Linked DNA regions of Macaca mulatta: all the other regions are linked to region 1. Evidence: chromatin contacts called from public Hi-C data. All regions are on one chromosome and are shown on one strand. Each heading gives the region's core, a stretch centred on a gene start, on an enhancer-like site or on the middle of the called end of the contact. The rest is flanking DNA. Distances are from core to core; before and after follow the strand shown.

Region 1 (3,919 bases), core at 1,313-3,812:
GAGGGGTGGAGTGCTAGCATGTTAAGTAAATTTTATTTCCAGCATTTCCTGGAGACCTGTAACTAATACATTAAAAAAATGTTTAATAGTAGGCCGGGTGCAGTTGCTCATATCGGTTATCCCAGCACTTTGGGAGGCCGAGGTGGGTGGATGACGAGGTCAGGAGTTTGAGACCAGCCTGGCCAACATGGTGAAACCCCGTCTCTACTAAAAATACAAAAATTAACCCGGCGTGGTGGCACACCTGTAGTCCCAGCTACTCGGGAGGTCGAGGCAGGAGAATCGCTTGAACCCGGGAGGCGGAGGTGGCAGTGAGCTGAGATCGGCTCACTGCACTCTGCCTGGGCGACAGAGCGAGACTCCGTCTTAGAAAAGAAAAGAAAAGAAAAAAGAAAAGAAAAGAAGAGAAAAGTTTAATAGTTTTAGAAGAGTAATACCTATGTTCCAATCACTTAAAATTAACGTATTTTATCCAATCAAGGCATATCATCATTTTATACACCAAGAAAGAAAGAAAAGAAACTAGCGAACAAACGGGGCATAATGCCTCCTGGCCCCGCTTCCCCCTATGCCCACGTCCTTAGGAGACACCTCTGGAGTTCAGAAATGCTAGGAGAGCAAGTTCTTCATTCTTAGAATCCAGGATCGGCCGGGCTTTTGCAGCTCTCCTCTGCCGGGAAGCCGCTGGGGGGCGCAAGACGCCAGCTTCTCACTTTGGCAGAAGCGCCTGCCTGTAAGCGCAGAATGAAAACTTCCCCATAGCAAGTTCAGAAGTACCTTGTACATTCACCACCCACGTGAAGAAAGCCTGAATGAAAGGAACAAAGAAAGCTTCGGCGTTGTTTACTTTCCCATTATCGCCCCAGTCTTGCGGCAGGGCCCGGGTTTCCATCCAATCCACCCGGCCCGCCACTGTCCCGGCCAGTCTCCAAGGCCTCACCCAAAAAAGGGGAGCACTGAGGTGTCCCCAGCGCGCCTTTCCACGTAGAACAGAAGGCGCAGACACCAAAAGTGCTGCGGTCAGTGGGTGAATCCTCTGAAAGTGCCAGCGTGTATGGTCAAGCGGCAGCAACCTCTAGCCTATTAAACTCTCTCAAGATCCAGACTTTTATTCTATTGCTGGAAAAAAGGCTTTTTACATATGCGTATTTAAGTAATTAAAATATTTCAACATGGCATAAGACGTAGGGGCTCTTACTCCATCAGTACTGGATGGGAATCTCCTTTTGCCCTCTACTCCCCAGGGTAACTGCAGCCCCACCTGAATGCGTTTTGCAGCCCTTACTGGGGTTCCTATTAATGCGCAGCTTGGACAGGGCTCAGTGGCCCCGGCCCGGCAGCTCCGTGGCCGACCCCCTCCACCGCCCTTCCCCCGCACCAGGCCAATGCAAGGGTGTGTGTGTTGGGGGAGGGGAGGAGAAAAGGGATTCAGGATCTTTTTAACCTGCCTGTAGATGGCGCCCCGGGAAACAGATTCCGAACTACATCCCCTAAGCTCCAAGGGCCGCAGCCGCGGGGTCCCGGCCAGAGGGCGTCCAGTCGCGAAGACTGCGCAGCAGCTCTCTGTGCTTCCCAACTCGCGCGGCTGCTCGGCACCCGTGCGAGGAACGGGTGGAAGGGAATTACATGTAGCAGGGCCAGTACAGGCGGCGCGTACTCAGGGACCACGGAGTGGCACTCAGCCTCGACCCCACGCGCCAGGCAGCCCGGCGACCCCCACGCGCGGCGGGGGCCTGCCCACCCCACCCGGCGGCAGGTGGACAGTGTTGCTATGAAGAGAAAGCCTCGATTGTCCCTACTGCAAACCGCCACACGCCAGACCTCTGCTATTGTGCGCCCTCCATAGAAATGCAAACGAGCGGCGTGCGCCGGCCGCAATCTGCTCGCCCCTGCCCGCCCCCTTCTCCGGCGCCCCGCTGCTCTCGGCCAAGGGCGGGGAGGTGGGGTAGGATCTTCCAGCGACTACTCAATGTACACATTGAGTATGCCTGGCAGGCATTACCAGCGCGCTCCGGACGCTAGTGGTCAGCTGCAGGGGGCTGTGCCCACTGCCTTTTGCAAGCCTTTAACTGGCGTTACCTGTTTTTACCTTAATTTCCTGCTCCAATGCAACAGTCTCATAAACTTCAAATTAAAGAAAAGAAACAAATAGAAAGGTAGCAATAAAAAATGGAAATAAAATTCCTTTTGATTCTATAAAGGTGCTTTTCGCAAATTGCAGCATCATATTAGCAAACAAGGTTTTTGTGGATTGGCTTTTTTTTTTTTTACTTTTTCCTTTTAAGGACTTCAAAAAAAAAAAAAAAAAAAAAAAGAAAGCCAGGCGAGATGAAATCTGCAGGCTCCAGTCTGCCTGGTAACACCCCAACAAAAGCGGCAGATTTGAGGCATTGTCATCCCCCGCACCCCTCCCCACGTGGCCTTCTGGCACGAGCCGCGGGCTCGCGGTCTCATTTACATCAGAAAGCGGGTGCCGGCCAATAGGCGGGCAGCCTCGCGCCAGCTGGCGGCGCCGCACCCATCCGCCTATATAAGGACGCGCAGCGTAGCCCGGGCGCACTCGCTGGTGGTGGGCGCGCCGTGCTGAGCTCTTGGTCTCAGGGTGTTCGCCCGCGTCCCCTCCGCGCTCTCCGCTTGTGGATAACTTGCTGTTGTTTGATCGCACTATGACTCTGGAAGAAGTCCGCGGCCAGGACACAGTTCCGGAAAGCACAGACAGGTGGGTTTCAGGGCGCTGAGAAAGCGGCTGGTCAGTCGGCGACCGTCAGGGTTCTCCAGGGTGGGAATCCGCGGGATAGGAGCCGAGCCCGGGGGTGCGGGCGTCAGATCCGGGTTGGAGAGCCGGGGTGCGGGCGCCAAGCCGGGATTGGAGTGTGGTTGGAGTTGGAGAGCCAAGGGTGAATCCCCGTGGCCGGGGCTCGGGGCTCCACCGCGCCCCACGGCCGTCTCCCGCTCACTAGCTGGCTCCTCCGCAGGATGCAGGGTGCCGGGAAAGCGCTGCACGAGTTGCTGCTGTCCGCGCAGCGTCAGGGCTGCCTCACTGCCGGCGTCTACGAGTCAGCCAAAGTCCTGAACGTGTAAGTGTAGACGCGACCCAGGCTGGGAGACAGGGGCGGGGATGAATGGCGAAGAGACCGGCGGATGGGAGGGGTGGCTGCGGGAGAACTTGGTTTGCCGGTTCTGACCTTGGTCCCCGTCTTGCCCTCGCAGGGACCCCGACAATGTGACCTTCTGCGTGCTGGCTGCCGATGAGGAGGACGAGGGCGACATCGCGCTGCAGATCCATTTTACGCTGATCCAGGCTTTCTGCTGCGAGAACGACATCGACATAGTGCGCGTGGGCGATGTGCAGCGGCTGGCGGCTATCGTGGGCGCCGGCGAGGAGGCGGGCGCGCCGGGCGACCTGCACTGCATCCTCATTTCGGTGAGTACAGCCCCGTCCGGTCCCCGCCCCGGTGTAGTTCCCGCCTCGGCCCGCGGCCAGCCAGGCTGACCCTGCTCTTTCTCAGCAGAACCCCAACGAGGACGCCTGGAAGGATCCCGCCTTGGAGAAGCTCAGCCTGTTTTGCGAGGAGAGCCGCAGCGTTAACGACTGGGTGCCCAGCATCACCCTCCCCGAGTGACAGCCCGGCGGGGACCTTGGTCTGATCGACGTGGTGACGCCCCGGGGCGCCTAGAGCGCGGCTGGCTCTGTGGAGGGGCCCTCCGAGGGTGCCCGAGTGCGGCGTGGAGACTGGCAGGCGGGGGGGGCGCCTGGAGAGTGAGGAGGCGCGGCCTCTCGAGGAGGGGCCCGGCGGCGGCAGGGCCAGGCTGGCCCGAGCTGAGGACTCTGCAAGTGTCTGGAGCGGCTGCTCGCCCAGGAAGGCCTAGGCTAGGACGTTGGCCTCAGGGCCAGGAAGGACAGACTGGCCGGGCAGGC
Region 2 (3,968 bases), core at 192-2,691, 370 kb after region 1:
TCTTGCCTAGAGCCACTGAAGAAGCCAGATAAAATGTAAGAAGCTGTTGAAATGCCCTGAAGAGCCATAGAGGCAGCTCACAGGAGCCACTTCCTCAGAGCCCACATCAGAGAGGAGTGCATGGCATGAAGAGGAGCTTTAATGGGCTGCTTGTTACTTTGGAACATCTGCCAATTTTGGTGTGGGGCAAGAGGCCAAGAGCATCACCATCTTGGACAGAAGCAGCCTGTGGAGAGGCCCAGGTGCCAGCAGAACTTTTAGAAATTCACGGACCTAAAAACAGACTTTGGACCTAAGGACTAGGGGGATGGGGACAGGATTTGCAGAGAGCAGGGTGGGAAGGAGGGAGGCAGTGAAGGCAGACATTTGCTGAACTGTTCACCTGAATGGTAAGAAGATTAAAAGAATTAACAGGAAGCTGCAGGTGATGCAAAAACAATTGTAGTACATAACGGAGGGAAGCGTAAGCTATGAGTTCATCTGGTACTCTCTAGAGGAGAGTCCTGTGTGACCTCTGCCCAGGAGCCATGCTGAATGAACGTAAATTGATTTTACAAGCAGTTGTAAGCCATGTATAGCTTGCTTGATGTATTCCACAAATAGATATTCTCCAAGCAAATATTATTAGTCTTTCTCCCCCAAAGCCCAGAATTATGCCTTAATTTATTTCCTCTAGGACCATCCCTTCACCCTCCCTTAATAGAAGGAAGAATGCAACACAGCCTAACTGCTTTAACTCCATTCTCCCTGGTGTTTTGGGGGGGAGCTCAAACCAGACTGCTTGGGTTCTGAACCTGGCACCCCTGAGCCTGGCACCCCATGTGAATTTAGGAATGTTACTTTCAGATGTGCTACGTCTGAAAAAAAAGCAATAATAGTACGTACATTGTTATGAGCATTAAATGAATTTTGCTAGCCTTGCATGCAGTAAGCACTCATTTAGTATTTATTACCACTATTATTGGCTTATCTGAATTAATACAAATATCAAGTAGAAGCAGCATAAGTGGGTTTAGCAAAAGCACAACCAGCTCTTGGGAAGCCTAAACTGAGGGCTTCCTGGGTACTGATGTGGAAATATACCCAGACCGTGAATGCCGTTAGCATAGTCCTTCAAGTCCTTCACCCATGTAAGCTGGATATGTTCAGATACGTGTTTGCTATGCTCCAGCCAGATGTAGGAAGGGCAGCTGGCGAGTCCTGGGGAACATCATCCTGGCACCATCAGGGCTTCAGATGTGGCATGGGCTTTCTTACCAACTCATCTGGTGTCCTCAGCTGGCAGGAGGCTCTGGCCGTGTGAAGGGCCCTTCTGCCCACTGCACACCTCTGTGCTAATATCCTTCACACTAAGCACCATTCAGCTGCTGAAGTCCCTGCTTGTGAGTCCAGCAAAGTAGATGCATGTCAGCATTCTGCAGCTCTACGAGGATAGGAAAACAGCGCCCCTGCTGGCTGGAACACAGGTGTGCAAGCCTCTCAGAGGACCAGTGGGGCATCTGACTGGGTCGGTTGAGTGGAAGGCAATCCAGAACGTGGCTACTGTAGCTGCTTTCTTTTTCTTTCTTTCCATTATAGAAGTAATAATACTTGCTGAAAAAGAAAATCGTATAATAATTAAAAGCATAAAGAAGCAAATTAAAATTACCTTTAATTCTACCATCCAGTGGATCTGTTTTCTGAAAACGTGATTCATTTTGGTTTCTAAACTGTTTTTTTGGACTAGAGTTTTTGCTTTGTTTTTGTTTTTCAAAATCGTGGCAAATGAATGCATGAAAATTTATCCCTAGATTCCAAACTTCCGGCAATTAAATGTATGTGTCTTGTCTGCAATACAATTCATCCAAGGTGAGTAAAAAATTGACAGTGATTTTGGTCACACATCAAACGGCAGGTCATTTGTAATACATTCAGTGGCACCCTCGCTCCTGTTCTCTCAAAGGAATTTCAGACTTGCCCCAGTCAGAATTAAAAGGTAGATAAGCTGTCAGCCTACAAGCTTCCTGGTCTAATTAATTTGGGGACAGCAGTGCTGTGAGACATTAATAAGCATCTGCTTTCTTTTTCCATTTTCTCATGAGGTTATCAATTCCTTTTTCTGTACATGTCAACTGCAAACCTGAGAATAGATTTCAAGGGAAAATTTGGAACAATGCGTGCTTTCTAAATAAAAAAAGAAATGAAATGAAAGATGAAGAAAGGAAGAAAAAGGAAGGAAGGAAGAAAGGAAGGAAGGAAAAAGAAAAAGAAGAAAGAAAGAAAGAAAAGAAAGAAAGAAAGAAAGAAAGAAAGAAAGAAAGAAACAAAGAAAGAAAGCGAAAGAAAAAAGAAAGAAAAAAGAAAGAGAAAGAAGGAAAGAAAGGGCGGGCAGATGCAATGCTGTTCATTTCTTCTTTTAATATTTCATATTTAAAGTGAAATCTGCTGCTTTTTACAGTGCATATTTGTTCTTTGACCACACTAGTGTTTTGCAAAACTTAAATTATTTGGATTTCAGAAACACCAATTAGGTCACCATGGATGCTACACTATTTCTTTTCCCAAATAATCATTTCCCTTACAAAGTGGCAATTTGCATAAATTGTAATGTTGAAAGTACACAGACTTGAGATTGGAAGGGAACGAAGTTGCTCAAGGTCGTTTAAGTTGTTAATTTTATCTCTTAGGACTTCTACCTTCTGCGCTTCTGCAGCCATCTAAAATCAGCCAGAGAGGTTTAGGATCCCATTTCTGGCTCTTGCACTGGCGATCCCAGCTGCTGTTCCTCTCTCTGCAGTGAGGGTGTTTCTCTCCCTATTCAAGAGGAGTGCCAACACCTGAGGTTTGGATTCCATCTCTTCCTGCCCCTTCTGCATCATTATCTTCTCTGCCCGGTAGGAACAGCAACTGCCATAGCTAAACACAGACCAGAAGGAACTCTCCCGAGAACTCAGGTCCCTTCACAGGCACCTCTCCTCCCCTCTCTTTCGCTTTAGGGACCTTCAAAAGCAGCTGTTTTGTTCTTCTCTTTCACTTTGATCCTTTATTTCTAGCTCTGTAATATATTGTTTTTGTCTCCACCATTTCACTACAAACTAGAAGTTTAAACTCCAGAAGTTCTTCAAGAGCTTTTTATGTTGATTTGATGTATTTTTTCTATTAATAAATCTGGACACACACACACTCTTTTTAGCCATCTGCATTCTTGATGTCTTATGTTGATTGCCAATGCTGATGCCTCTCAAGTCAAAAACTCCAAACCATACTTTTGTTTCAAGCCCTAGGCCAGTATCCAATTTCTTAGTAGACTTGAACATCTGGATCTAGACAAGTCTAAAACTTAACTCACGATTTCCTCTGTTTGAGCCCACTAGACTTGCTCCTAAAGCTGACCCTTTACACACATAACTCGTATGTGGTGAGTAAAGCCACCATCCCACCTGCTATTCAACAACACAGTTGGGGGTGATTCTAGGTGCTGCTCCCCAGCCTCTGGATTCCGTCAGTCACTCACCCAACTCTACAGATTCTCTTGCTAAAATATCTCACTTTATTACCTTATTACACGTTCCCACGCTTTCTTACCATTCACATTTTAAAAAACCATTTACCATAATCATGAAATAAAACACTCAAGAAAATAGCACAAAATTCACATATATATTAGGTTGGTGCAAATGTAATCATGTTTTTTTTTTCTTTTGGTTTGTTTTTTTTTCCCACCAACCTCATAGTATATCAGAAACAGCCAAATAACCAGTCCTCAGGTCAAGCAAAAGAACATTCCTCGAATTCTGGAAGGTTCTGAGTTTTCTCTTCTGGGTAGCATCCTCTTCCTCCTTCTGAAGACAATCCCTAGCCCAGTTTAAGAGTGATCACTTCCTTACTTTTCTCCTAGTGTCTTCTCTGAGACACATGCCCTGAAGTTCCCTCTCTGTGAGCAGTATGTATTCTCTTCCTTGATTTTCATTTCATTTTATTTTTTCATT
Region 3 (4,132 bases), core at 845-3,344, 490 kb after region 1:
ACATTATGGCAAGAAAGTAAGTAAGGTGGGTAACCCAGTGCCTCTTCTTTATCCATGAGCAGTCCACTAGCACTCCCAGTTCCTCGCTCTGGGGCCTCCTGTGGTCCCACTGGCCCTTCAGGGGCTGCTTGAGTACATGTGGTATGCTGGCCCACCACTTCCCTTCCATAGAGCTGAGAAGCAGCCACGCCACATGCTAAGGTAATGATCTATACCCTGACCCAACACAGATGACTCCTCCCTCCGTTTCACTGTATCCACCATTAACACTGATGCCAGAGGGACAGAGGTGGCCGCCCTGACTTTCTAAGGGACAGATGAAAGGACGAAGAAGGAAGGAGGAAAGAGACAGATATTTATTGTCCACCTAATACAATATTTTTCCATTTTTTGGGTCTACAACCCCAAGTAAGAAATACATTTGTGTCTGAGATACAACAGAAACAAAAGTGTCGTGAAAAGCTTACCCTCACTATGTATGATAAAGAAAAACTATAACAAAGTTAACATCAAATATGACTCAGAAGATTTAAATACAAACCTCCAGTAAATCATTTAGAATCAACAACAACAAATCAATTCGAACCATCACTTACTGGATTGATTTTCCTTTCGACTAATGGGTGGCAACCCACATTCTCAAAACTGCAGCATCAGCCTGGGCCAGATGCTACCTGCAGCACGTCTCATTTAACACCTGCAAAATGTATTTGAAAGCGGTATTAATAGCTCCATTTTACAGATGAAGAAACTAAAAGCTCAGTCAGTGTAAGTGACTTGGAGAAACACTTCACCTAATAAAAGCCAATTTGGCGTACAGCGCCATGTCATTCTTGTCCCCCTCTCGACTTCCAAGGCAGTGGGCATGTCCCCTGCTTGGGGTGGGGTCGTGCGGCAGGGGGGCGGGTAGCACGAGCTTCCTGATGCTGGGTTGGCTCAGGGTCTCCACTAGACCCTGACATAAGTAAGGGAAAAGGCCAGGTTCACTTGGAAGCAGCCAAGAAGCATTGCAGAACAAGGCGTTCCCCTCTTTCAAGCCTTGGTTTTCTGTCCAGCTAATGGGGACATGCTGCATTCCCAGAGCTAAACCAAAGCCTGTGCCTGAGAATGGCCTGCAGCCTCCGCAACAGCCTCTGCAGGACTCCGATGCTGCAGGGTTGGTGATGAAATTCTCACCAATCCAACCTGGAGCACTGATTCTGCAACGATTTCTTCAGTAACTATTTGGGTTTTTTGGTTTGTTTTCTGTCTCTCTGTGTGTGTGTGTTTTCCTTTGCTCCCCTTTTCTAATTAGCAAGATCCATAGCACTGTAGGTTTAATCTTGTTTTATTAATAAAAGGAATATTCCCAAATTCAAGACTGAGCTGAAGTTAGTCCTTTATTTCTCTCCAGAATCTGCTCTTCCAGGAGTCTCGCAGGGGCAGGTGCTGGTCCTGCTCCTGAGTGTGGAAAATAACCTTCATCACCAGATGTTCTCTTTCTGGAATTTAGTACAATGTTTCAATCTGAAACAAGGTTGAGGAGTGAAGCTGAAATGATTTGCAGAGTCCCTTTCCTCCCACAGCCCCTCCAAAAATTCCACTTGGATCACTTTTTGTGTCCAACAATACACTGGGCCTAAGAAATCACGGTGGAAAGGAGGAAATCACACGCTTCTGGTCCTTATGTGGATAATGAACTTGTTCGGTGTTTCTGAAACCTCAGCTTGTCTGGGAATCCTCTGAGAGGTTTGCTCCAACACAGATTGAGGGACCTACCCGAGTTGCCCACCCACCAGGCATGGAGTGGCTAGAATTCACATATCTGACAAGTTTCCTGGGGCTGCTCCCCATCTGGGGACCCACTTGGAGAACCATCGATCTAGTGGAGAGTTTTCCCCTCATGAAATGACTTGAGACTGATCTGAAGCCGAGCCTGGGGCTCCAGGAGCTCCTGCAAGGTTAGGGGATCACTGTGGGCCATGGCCAACCTGTGTGGAACTGTGCTTCTGCAGCTAACCTTGCCTTCTCCCGGGCTTGTTCCCTCCCAGAAGCTGGAAGTCAGTGATTGACAGGTCCAAGTGCACCCCCACCCTTGCCAAGGCCAGCCCATCTGTTGGAGCATATGCTCTGAAACCCACAGGCTTCTACCAGGAGCTCATTATCTACAAATTACTAAGCTAGCAGCCGTGAACAGCTCCTCTCTGCCCGCGACAGTAAACCGCGCCGGCTGCCGCTCTGTCGCCGCTGAGACACAAGTCTGACAGGTGCTACCCAGCACCTGCCCCGAGGTCTTCCTCCCCAGCTCTGTCCCACTGCCTGTGGACACTCGCAGAGAAGTGTTGCACAAAGACAATTCTGATCTTAGTAAACTCTCAGGAAATTTGGCACTGACACCTCTCTCTGTTTTGGTAGCAATTATTACTGACAGTGAGGACTACATTCTGCACACTGTTGGTTTTCTTATGTGGAGCCTGTTTAACATTGAACAGGGATGTCTCCGAAAAAGTCAAACCTGCAGATGCCCTCCAAACCTTGGATAGGTGCGAGCTCCCCAGGGGGGCTGTGACTCAGGACGCTGCCACCTCGCTGAGTCAGAGGACGTCCTGGAGCAGCCCTGGGGAAGGCAGCAGTTGCTCGGCCGGCGAGCTTGGGGTACACCTGTCCACCTTCCTGCCCTTTGCTTGAGTTTGTTTGCTGGAGTTAGGTCACACAAACACCATTATTATTAATATATTATTATTGTTTGAATGTGTAGGAAAAAAACTGAACAAGAGGGGAAGAAAACTATCTTTTTCTGTTCAACATGCAAACAAGTTCAGTGTGATTAGTTCAAAGGAGCTCACACGGTTTACAAACTGGCCTGTGTGTGCACTGGGGCCACACAGTTACCTACACCCCAGGAAAGACACCTCAGAGGAGAGAAATTCTCCTGCACCTCATTTTATATCAACCATGGCTCCAAGCAGGTCCAGTGCCTTCCAGACGATTGCTTTTCCCTGGTTGAGCAGGGAAGACGGCATGGTCTGCGCCTGAGAGTTGTATGGCTGAAGATAGCACTTGGAGGAGATGCGAATCCCTCCAGCGATGCATACCCAGGTAGTTTTTCCAGAAGTCTAGATGCCTTGTTGGTCTCCTGAACTTGAAGTTATGGGAACTGTTCTTTGGCTCCTGACGGGATGGAGAAGTTGAGTAACCACAGTTCTGTAGACAGGTGTCTGTCTTGAAAAGAAACCCTGGCGGCACACCCGAATGTCTTGGCATGCCTGGCAGCCCCTCAGAGGGCAACGAGAAGTCAAGAGCTGCCTTTCTGGGAGAACAAGTTATCTTTAGTGATAAATAGTGTCTAGAGTCTAACAAACGCGTTCAGTGTATCTATATGTGTCCAAGCCAAGGCATCTCACCTGCAGCCTGACCCTGGAGTAAGAGGAAACCAGATATGTATAGATTGTGACACAAATAAGTAAGGAAAAAGGTCAGGTTCACTAGGGAGCAGCCAAGAAGCATTGCAGAGTAAGGCGGTTCCCTCTTTCAAGCCTTGGTTTTGTGTCCAGCTAATGGGGACGTGCTGCGTCCCCAGGGCTAAACCAAAGGAACACTGGCACCAGCAGGCTTGTTCCGAGGTGAAGGGTAACATTGATACAATGTGCCCAGGCCCAGAATGTGGGTGAACGAGCCCAGCGCTTGCTGTCTCCCAGGCTCCAAAATAAACAAATGCACACCAGGGATGGAACTGAGAGGCCACCCAGGGCAAATTTCTCAGTGTTCCTATTAGAATAGTTAAGTGTTGACACCCCAGCTCTGCAGAGCTGCCACGGCTTATGCTGTCTCACTTTCCACAAGGCCAAGGGGCCAAGCCAGCAGCCAGGAGCCTACAGAATAACTCCTGCAAGACGGGGCGATGGAGTGGGGGGCCATTGGCATAGGGCGCTGGCGGCGGGTGGGCACTCATGCACTGGTGCCTTCCAACTGGCAGAAATGCCAGATTCCCTGCGTTGCAGGCTGAGCTCTGAGGGGCTATTGGAAGGCGAGGAGGAAGGAGCAGGCTTCAGCCCAGATGAGGGGATGCTGGAGCAGCAGTGGTTCCCAGAAAACACTGTGCATGGCAGCAGCATCAGCAGACACCACACCCACGGCTTTAGCTTACAAAGTC

The links. Hi-C and Micro-C count contacts between places; a contact is called where the count stands out from the background.
Region 2: a contact with region 1 is called in a Hi-C map of blood, with 6 times the contacts expected there. The contact joins the enhancer-like site here to the promoter of GADD45G in region 1. A contact is called at or near these places in 4 of 14 Hi-C or Micro-C datasets (CD4 T cells, blood, cortical neurons and 1 more).
Region 3: a Hi-C map of fetal cortex germinal zone shows a contact between it and region 1, with 5 times the contacts expected there. The contact joins the enhancer-like site here to the promoter of GADD45G in region 1. A contact is called at or near these places in 11 of 14 Hi-C or Micro-C datasets (CD4 T cells, blood, cortical neurons and 7 more).

Annotation. Positions count from the first base shown.
Region 1 is chr15:120,271,360-120,275,278 of T2T-MMU8v2.0, forward strand. GADD45G (growth arrest and DNA damage inducible gamma) reads left to right here and starts at 2,563. Exons shown (of 4, transcript NM_001193910.1): 1 at 2,563-2,719; 2 at 2,976-3,077; 3 at 3,211-3,424; 4 at 3,513-3,919. The coding sequence starts at 2,667. The coding sequence ends at 3,623.
Region 2 is chr15:120,644,145-120,648,112 of T2T-MMU8v2.0, forward strand. It overlaps LOC144334866 (a long non-coding RNA gene), which reads left to right. Exons shown (of 3, transcript XR_013405130.1): 2 at 2,667-2,821. It overlaps LOC144334865 (a long non-coding RNA gene), which reads right to left. Exons shown (of 2, transcript XR_013405129.1): 2 at 924-1,593. Among named protein-coding and RNA genes, the nearest start is that of GADD45G, 370 kb to the left of the region's middle. Within about 2 kb of position 1,442, at least 9 of the 40 cell types and tissues checked have an H3K27ac peak or open chromatin away from gene starts, as enhancers often do. A contact at or near this core is called in CD4 T cells, blood and fetal cortex germinal zone, where this site is marked.
Region 3 is chr15:120,757,902-120,762,033 of T2T-MMU8v2.0, forward strand. No RefSeq gene overlaps it. Among named protein-coding and RNA genes, the nearest start is that of GADD45G, 490 kb to the left of the region's middle. Within about 2 kb of position 2,095, at least 7 of the 40 cell types and tissues checked have an H3K27ac peak or open chromatin away from gene starts, as enhancers often do. A contact at or near this core is called in fetal cortex germinal zone and fetal cortical plate, where this site is marked.